2 separate regions of the Mus musculus genome follow, and region 2 is linked to region 1. The links are chromatin contacts, called in public Hi-C maps. All regions are on one chromosome and are shown on one strand. The core of a region is the stretch at or near the end of the contact, and the rest is flanking DNA. Distances in the headings are between cores, read along the strand shown. Region 1 holds the start of Ndufb1 (NADH:ubiquinone oxidoreductase subunit B1). Region 2 holds the start of Atg2b (autophagy related 2B).

Evidence for each region. A called contact is a pair of places that touch in the nucleus more often than the background predicts.
Region 2: a contact with region 1 is called in a Hi-C map of CD4 T cells, with 6 times the contacts expected there. The contact joins the promoter of Atg2b here to the promoter of Ndufb1 in region 1. A contact is called at or near these places in 1 of 39 promoter capture datasets (pre-B cells) and 1 of 484 Hi-C or Micro-C datasets (CD4 T cells).

What each region holds. Positions count from the first base shown.
Region 1 is chr12:101,973,879-101,977,672 of GRCm38.p6, reverse strand. It overlaps Ndufb1 (NADH:ubiquinone oxidoreductase subunit B1), which reads left to right and starts at 1,935. Exons shown (of 3, transcript NM_001378525.1): 1 at 1,935-2,013. It overlaps Cpsf2 (cleavage and polyadenylation specific factor 2), which reads right to left and starts at 1,699. Exons shown (of 15, transcript NM_016856.3): 1 at 1,539-1,699.
Region 2 is chr12:105,683,626-105,687,419 of GRCm38.p6, reverse strand. Atg2b (autophagy related 2B) reads left to right here and starts at 2,179. Exons shown (of 42, transcript NM_029654.4): 1 at 2,179-2,751. The coding sequence starts at 2,590. Gskip (GSK3B interacting protein) reads right to left here and starts at 2,068. Exons shown (of 3, transcript NM_178613.3): 1 at 1,962-2,068. The coding sequence starts at 1,975.

The sequences.
Region 1 (3,794 bases), core at 686-3,185:
AGTTGGCACCACCCTCTTTTTATGTCCATGTCTCAGACCGATTTCAATGGTATTACCAACCATCAAGTTTCGCAGACTAAAAACCATTCACCCACTACCAGTAAACTGGCAGTCACAGGTGGAACCCTATGTAGGTGGCATTTGCTTCATTTCTTCAGGTGGTTCTTCTCCTGCCTCAGCGAAGGTTCTTGTTGCCTTACCTGAATGGCTGACACTGCATCTAGTTTTCTTATCTCAGGTTGGTCCTGCATAGCCTTATATGCCAGATCATCCTAAGACATAAATACCTCCTGCCCACTCCCTGCCAAGTGTGCACCAGCTTCCTGCTGACTAAATGCAAGACAAGCTCCAAGACCACTCACAAGCCGACCTAATCTGCACCTTCAGTCTGCACCAACCACTCTTCCAGTTTTTGATTTGTTAAAAATCTCCCCAACAGTGCTCAGCCTTCTCAAGTTTTTAATCCCTCTTCTGCACCCAGGAATAACTTTGTTCTCCCAGGCTTAGCAAATTCCTCTTGATCTGGCTCAGGTGCAAGCTTTTCATTGTCCCCAGGTAAAGCTTCATTACTTAGCACAAAGGAGGCAGGAGGAGTGTTTGCCAAGGGATGATGATTGTGTCCAAAAGCGATCATCTTTGCATCTCCCAAACCAAGCACAGTGCTCGAAGCAATAGAAATAAATGTGCTGAACGCACTGAACCCACCATATCGGGAATTCCCCCAGGGCAGTGACTTCGACTACCTCTGCTTCATCTCGAATATATACCAGATACTTGCTTTCTCAAGAATGATCGTTCACGCTGAGGTCAACTAATGAGAAATACGCAAAGACGGATCTGGACTAGTCCTGGGGCTCACAGTGGGAGAAGTCTCTCTTTAATCGTTCAGGTAAAGAAAGGCTTTGAAAGGGGCAAAGGAATCGTAAAATTAAAGGGTAGAAAAGTAGGCATAGATGATGCTTAAGTTCTCCTTGTCACAGGGGCCAGAGTACTGGGGCTGGATATGGCCTGACTTCTGGTTTCCTGAAAAGTACGTAAGCAAGGAAACTAGGAATGGGATCTTGGGAAACGTGGTGATTGTGGTAGCGCCGAGAGAAGTTAATTCTATCAAGGCGTGGCATGAGCCTCTCAAGGGTCTTTGGAATTAAGGAGCTACGAAGGCACCTGCTGGCCTCGTGTTCTCTGAGCCCAAGATGGGAAAGGCAGAGATGGGGAGGCTTGGGGAGTACGGCGGTACAAGGGGAAAGAGCCCAGGCTGGACGCGGATTAACTTTTAGCTCCAGCTGATGAAAGCTCAGAGGAACTAGACAGGAGGGAGGGCAAGGAGGAAGCATAGGCGCGCCCCAACACCCCGAGGTTTCAGCCCGGGGAAAAGTCACTTCTCTTCCCCCTTGCGGAACGCTTGTTCCAGGAACCACGGAGACTGTCACAACCGAAACCGCGGGAGCGCGTCCGGGCGACACCGGGCCGACGCGGGAACCCATCCCCTTGAGGGCCTCCTCCCAACCCGAAGGCTCCTTTCCGTCTCCCGTCCTCACCTGCCAGGCCAATCTCCCCCCGGCACCGTCCGCCGCCCTTCCCAACCCCTAGTGGAACGCAGGTCGGAGAGCGAGCAGAGCTAGCGCGCGCTCAGCGGCGGAGAGCAGCCGGCAGGAGCCCCTGTGTGGTGGCCGCCATCTTGGGCCTGAGCAGAGCGGCTGAGGCGGGGACGACCCGGGCGACACCATCTGTAGGGGTGGTGACGAACCGGGTCAGGGAAGAGGACAGCGCAAAAGCTCGCAAACCTTGTCAGCCTGGATCCACGTCTTATTCAAAACGTGTCGCGATCATTCACAGCTTAAGATGTACGGGATTCGCGCGTGAGAAGGGAGAGAGAAGCGCCGGTTTGCCGACGCCACCCCCTCTCATCAGGGCTGGCGCGGCGAGTGGCAGCTCCTTAGGTCACGGCTTCCGCCGGCGCCAGTGGCCTAGCTCCCTGCGGCTGTCCTTGGTCGCCTTGTCACCAGGCTGAAGGTGGGTCTGGGGACCCCGGCGCCACCCGTGGTGGTGATGCGGGCGGGAGGGTTCTGGGGAACGCTCGCATGGAGGGGAAACAGGGTCGCCTTCGGTGACCCCTGCGCGCTGCCCGCCCCACGCCTTTTACAAAGACTGCTCTGGGGACGATCTGATGGCCTGGCTCTCGGGGGACTCGGAAGGGTTCTCAAGGATCCGACTCTTGAGCCCACAATAGGGAATGCAGCTCCTATCCAGAAGCGGGGCGCGGTCGCCCAGGCGTCTGTCTCCTCGTCCAACTCTCCTGATTGTGAAACCCGCACGTAGCCATTTGCCTTTTAAAAACAAGGCTTTCTGCTTGGTTTCCAGTCCGTGTTATGATCTCAACGGTTTCGGTTTTGCTCCATCCATTCCATATCTTAGGTGACACTTTGTAATAATTATAAAGAACTGTGGGGTCCAGTCCAACACAAGGTATTATCTCTTAAAAAGTCTACATGTGCCTGCAGTGGTGGTGGCGCATGCCTTTAATCCCAGCACTTGGAAAGCAGAGGCAGGTGGATTTCTGAGTTCAAGGCCAGGCTGGTCTACAGAGTGAGTTCCAGGGCAGCCAGGGCTTTAAAGAGAACCCCTGTCTTGAAAAACAAAACAACAAAAAAAGTCTACATGTTTCCAGCATGAATCCAGATAGAAGACTCAGCAAAATAAGACTCACAGCAGTGTCTGTTATTCTTGAAAAGGGAAAGAAACTTTAATCCCAGCACTTGGAAAGCAGAGGCAGGTGGTATTTAAGGGAAATACCTTGTGTTAGAGAAAAATATTAAGAAATATGTGGGATGTGGGGTTAGTTGTTTTTTGTTTTTAAAAAGTCTCACACACACACACATGGAGAGAGAGAGAGAGAGAGAGAGAGAGAGAGAGAGAGAGAGAGAGAGAGGCTCTGCAAAGAAGAAAAGAGAGGAGGAGTTATTTAACTGTTTACCTCCGTACACAGGAGAGAGAGTAGAACAAAAGAGCTTAAGCCTGATCAGGATACAGATTGTCTGGGGACTATGCTAATCCTGACTCTTTACCCTATACTTAAAGCAAGTTACTTTGCCACAACTAAATTTGGATTTCTTCATCTGAAAAAAAAAAAAAGCCCCAATCTTGAGACATGGTTACTTAAATCTGCAGTCTGTGGTGAGGAGTATATGAATTAGCTATGACGCAGAAACGCCTCGTCCATGTGGCCTACATCTGTAACTCCAACTACTTTTGAGGATGAGGCAGAGGGATAGTAAGCCAGAGCTTCACAGTAAGACTGTCTCAAAAAACAAATACAAAACAAACAAACAAAAGATTCAGTTCTTGTTAAAAGCTTGCCCAAAAAAAAAAAAAAAATTGGATCACTTTAATATTAAAAAAATAAATGACCAAGCCGGGCATGGTGGCACACGCCTTTAATCCCAGCACTCGGGAGGCAGAGGCAGGCGGATTTCTGAGTTCGAGGCCAGCCTGGTCTACAAAGTGAGTTCCAGGACAGCCAGGGCTATACAGAGAAATCCTGTCTCGAAAAACCAAAAAATAAAATTAAAAAAATAAAATAAAATAAAAATAAATGACAAGACAGAGTGTGTGGCTCTGATACGGTGTGTGCTTTTCAAAGCCAAGGCTGCTTCCCTCCTTCTCTCACCCCCTTCTGTCTGCCTCCCCCCCCCTCTTTTTCTTGACACAGTTTCTCTGTGTAGCCCAGGCTGGCCTTGAACTCAGAGATCCTCCTGCTTCTGCCTTCTTAGTGCACCACCACTGCCCAGCCTCCC
Region 2 (3,794 bases), core at 930-3,429, 3.7 Mb before region 1:
ATACCAAGCTGCCACTGGGAATTCCTTTATAATTTTTACAAAGTTGACTGTACTTGGTTGGGTAATTATCTTCATCTTATTCAATTAATGCTAAGGTGCCAGCATTCTGCATTAGGAACCCGCCTTTTATAAACATTAAAAGAGCCCTGTGACTTGGGAGTTTGAATCCCACTTCCGCTAAAGGTGTGATGACAGTTCTCAACTCTTAACTATGCTAAATTTCTCCTAGAAAGTATAAGTGTTCAAGGCAACACCCTTAACACTTTTGGTGCAGTACGCTTGCTTTGTGGGAGTCTCACTTTCTTCCTTCGGTATCTGGAGATGCAGGCATCCTCTGGACAGCTTGTGCTATTTTATACTGTGTTCAGGAAACCATATCAAGCAGTCACCAAACAGAGCCTAAAGTCCAGTTCAAACCTCCTAAAGCCTGATACACAAGGTCCTGCTGGGACTTCCCACCCAGCTCTGTTTATAGTACAGAGAGTACTGTCATTATTTACTTGTAAGGTTCAGAGTCTCTTTGAGCCAGGGTCTCCCCATGTAGACCAGGCTGGCCTTCAACTTAAGGAGAGAGCCATCTGCATCTGTTTCTCTAGTGCTGGGATAAAACTGTGTACCTGATGCCGGGTAAGCATGTCTTATTAGTGTCAAAATATGCCTAGACCCAACCGGTTCTAGTCTTCAGGGCTTTCCTCCAGGCCAAACCACAGAATTTGGATTACTGCTCTGTCCTTCAGCACTGCCCTGGCTGTTTTCACCTTTGGTCTTCTAAGCCCAACATTCCACTATTAGCAACACTGTAGTTAGCAGTCTTAGGCCAGATTATGTAGCATTTCTTTTTATTTCACCCAGAGCAAAAGTTCCATCATTCCTTGCGATGGCTACACTCCTTCCTGTCTTCCCTCCTCAAATTCCTGGTACTTACCAAGCATTACGCATGTGGTAAGCCTTGCAGGTGGTGTTCTTATCTGAAAAATAACTCAGACGTTCATGTATCTTTCTACCTCCAAGTCTCCAACTAAAATATCATCTTTTAAAAATAAGAGGCCCTTTCTTACAAAGCACATAAAGACTCCGAATGGTGTGTGGTGGTGCAAGCCTGACATTTCAGCATTTGGGAGACCCTAATTTCTAGGGCAGTCTGGGCCACATAAGTTCAAAGTCAACCTCAACTACCTACCCAGTGAGAGACTGTCTCAAAACCCAATCCAACTAAACCAAAAGAACCCATTTTGAGGATGCCCCATTCACGGGCCAGAATTCCTTAATTCGGTCTCCTCAATCCAGGACTCGGTTTAGGTTCCTTCCCGGCACACGTCATTTCATTTGCCTCAATTTTCGAGTTTATGATATTAATCTGCTCACACCTGGCTGAGGTGGCAATGTAGGCTCAGAGAGGGTAGCATAGGTTCAAGGTGGCCCAGTGTCAAGTGTCAGGAATCTAACCCAGGACAGCAGACTTCCGGGCCTTTAGGGGCTGCCCTCCTAAGGAGCCAGCTGCGCCTCTTCACAGACTGTCTCCCTAAAAGATAAAAATCGGGCTGCGCAGAGCCTGCGGAGAGCACAAAGTCTTCCAGGAGGCAGCAGCCCCTCAGCGGGTCGGGAAGCGCCAGGATTTAACAGAGGAAACCGTACTGCCCGCAATCGCCCCGATCCCAAGTTTCCTGGTCGTCGGCGTGGCGCTCTGCAAACGGCAAACTACTAGATGCTTTGCAAACAAAGCCGGCAAGGGGGTGGGGGGGGGGGCAACCTGATGACAATAGGCATCGGTCAGAACCCGGACAGAAACGCCGGGTCTCCAGTCCTCGCCCTGCATCCCCGCATCACTTCCCGCAGGACAGCCCAGGCCGGACCCGCCCCCAGACCTCCGTCAGCCCTAGTCCGGGCGTCCGCCGGCGCCCACCACCCGGCCGCGACTGCAAGGTGAGGCTCCACGGGCCGCAGCCAGCCCGCCCACTCACCTGCGAGCGCCCATGTTCTTATCCTTCCTCGTCCGGAGACTGCTGGGGCCAGGATCGCGGCGCCGGCACCACCCCCGCCCCCGCAGTTGCCCCGCCCATTCACCACCGGAAATGCTCCGGCCCGGACTCTTTTTTTCCTGCCTTTCCAGCCCCGCAATATGGCGTCACTTCCGCTTGTGCCCGTTGCTCGAGTACGTGCCGGGAGTCTGGGTCTCGCGAACGCGCCAGGAGCGTGTCTCAGGCGGGAGCGCGCCCAGTAGATGACAACAAATTAGTCGCGCCGCGTCGGAGTCTTGTCTCGCCTCAGCCGCCAGCCCTCTCTGTCTGTCCCTCTGTCTCCCTACCGACGGAGCGCTTCGGAAGCTCCCGGCTTGGGGCGCCCGGTTCTGCTCAGCGCCCAGTCCCCGCCGGGCCTAGTGCGAGCGTCGCGACGCGGGCCATGGGGTTGCCCTGAGGGACGGCGGCGCCGAACCGACATGCAGCGGCCACCGCGAACCTAGATCCCCACCGCGGCTTGGGGACGCCGCCGGGCCGACCCTGAGGCGCTGCCGCTGCCTGGAGCCCAGGTCGGATCCCCCGAGTCGCCGCCGCGTGCAGCCCCGGCTCCCTCGAGCCGCCAGCCCTCACCATGCCTTGGCCATTTTCAGAATCCATCAAGAAGAGGGCCTGTCGCTACCTCCTACAGAGGTACCTGGGCCACTTCCTGCAGGAGAAGCTGAGCCTGGAGCAGCTGAGCCTGGATCTGTACCAGGGCACCGGGTCCCTTGCCCAGGTCCCCTTGGACAAATGGGTAAGCTGCTGTCAGCCAGCAGGGGTAGGAACTGGCTCTCCCCAGGGCGAGACCTGAGCGACTGTCATCCAGCATCGGGCACGTTCGGTTCTCCTTTGGGAATTGTTTAGATTCAAGTGTGGCCCGGCTCAGGGAAGTGTGTAAAGTGTAGCAAGTTTGCGCTCCTAGATCACGTGCTCCGGCTTAAACGGTGTAATGGAGGCACACACGGGGCGAAACAATCGAGTCATTGGTTGGGGGGGGGGGGGGGCGCTTGTGAGGCAGGCCCAGGAAAGTACGTGGCCACCCTTGCCTCTTGGGCTGCGAGTGTCTGCGGTGTTCCTAGGCAAACAAACCCTATTTCTGTGGATGACGTTAAGAAAAATTAAAGATGAAGAGGAGGTGACAGAAATCCCCAGTTATTTATTTTGGTCTGGATGCTGGTATATTTGCGTTTGCTGGGTTGGTTGTCTTCATTCACTGAAAGAAAGTTAGGCGAAGGCCCCTCTTGCCAGTTTGCCTGCTCTGCTTGCGTGAGGTTGTGAATGGCCCCAGTAGTGCTGTTTAGATTTGCCCTTTTGCTTCACGTGATAGATCGACAGGTCGTAAACGCAAATGTTGCAAAAGCTCGGGAGCCGAAGCCGCAGCGTCAGCCTTTTTTTAAAGAACCTGTTTCCTCCTAGAGGCTGTGAGTTGACTTCACCTGAACTTTGAGTATATTCAGTTCGCCAGAAGCAGTTGTATTTGCATCAGTGGGCTAAAATGCCTACTATTTTACTTAAGGCCTTGGGTTTGTCGAGTCTACTCTTTTTTCGAAAAGCTTAAATTATGGAAATTCCTTGACAACTTGTATTAAGAGGTATGACACAAGGTAATTGTAACGAAACTAGGTGACTTAAACCAGAGAGCACACACAAGTTAGTTTAGACAGCTCTAGTTTGAGTAACAGAAAGACCTGCCTTATACCAAAATAGTCCTAGGCTTTCACAGTCTGCCGAAAGACAGGTATAGTAGTTAACCCAAGTTCAGTTATCATAAAAGGACAGTAGAGTCCATGCCTCGGG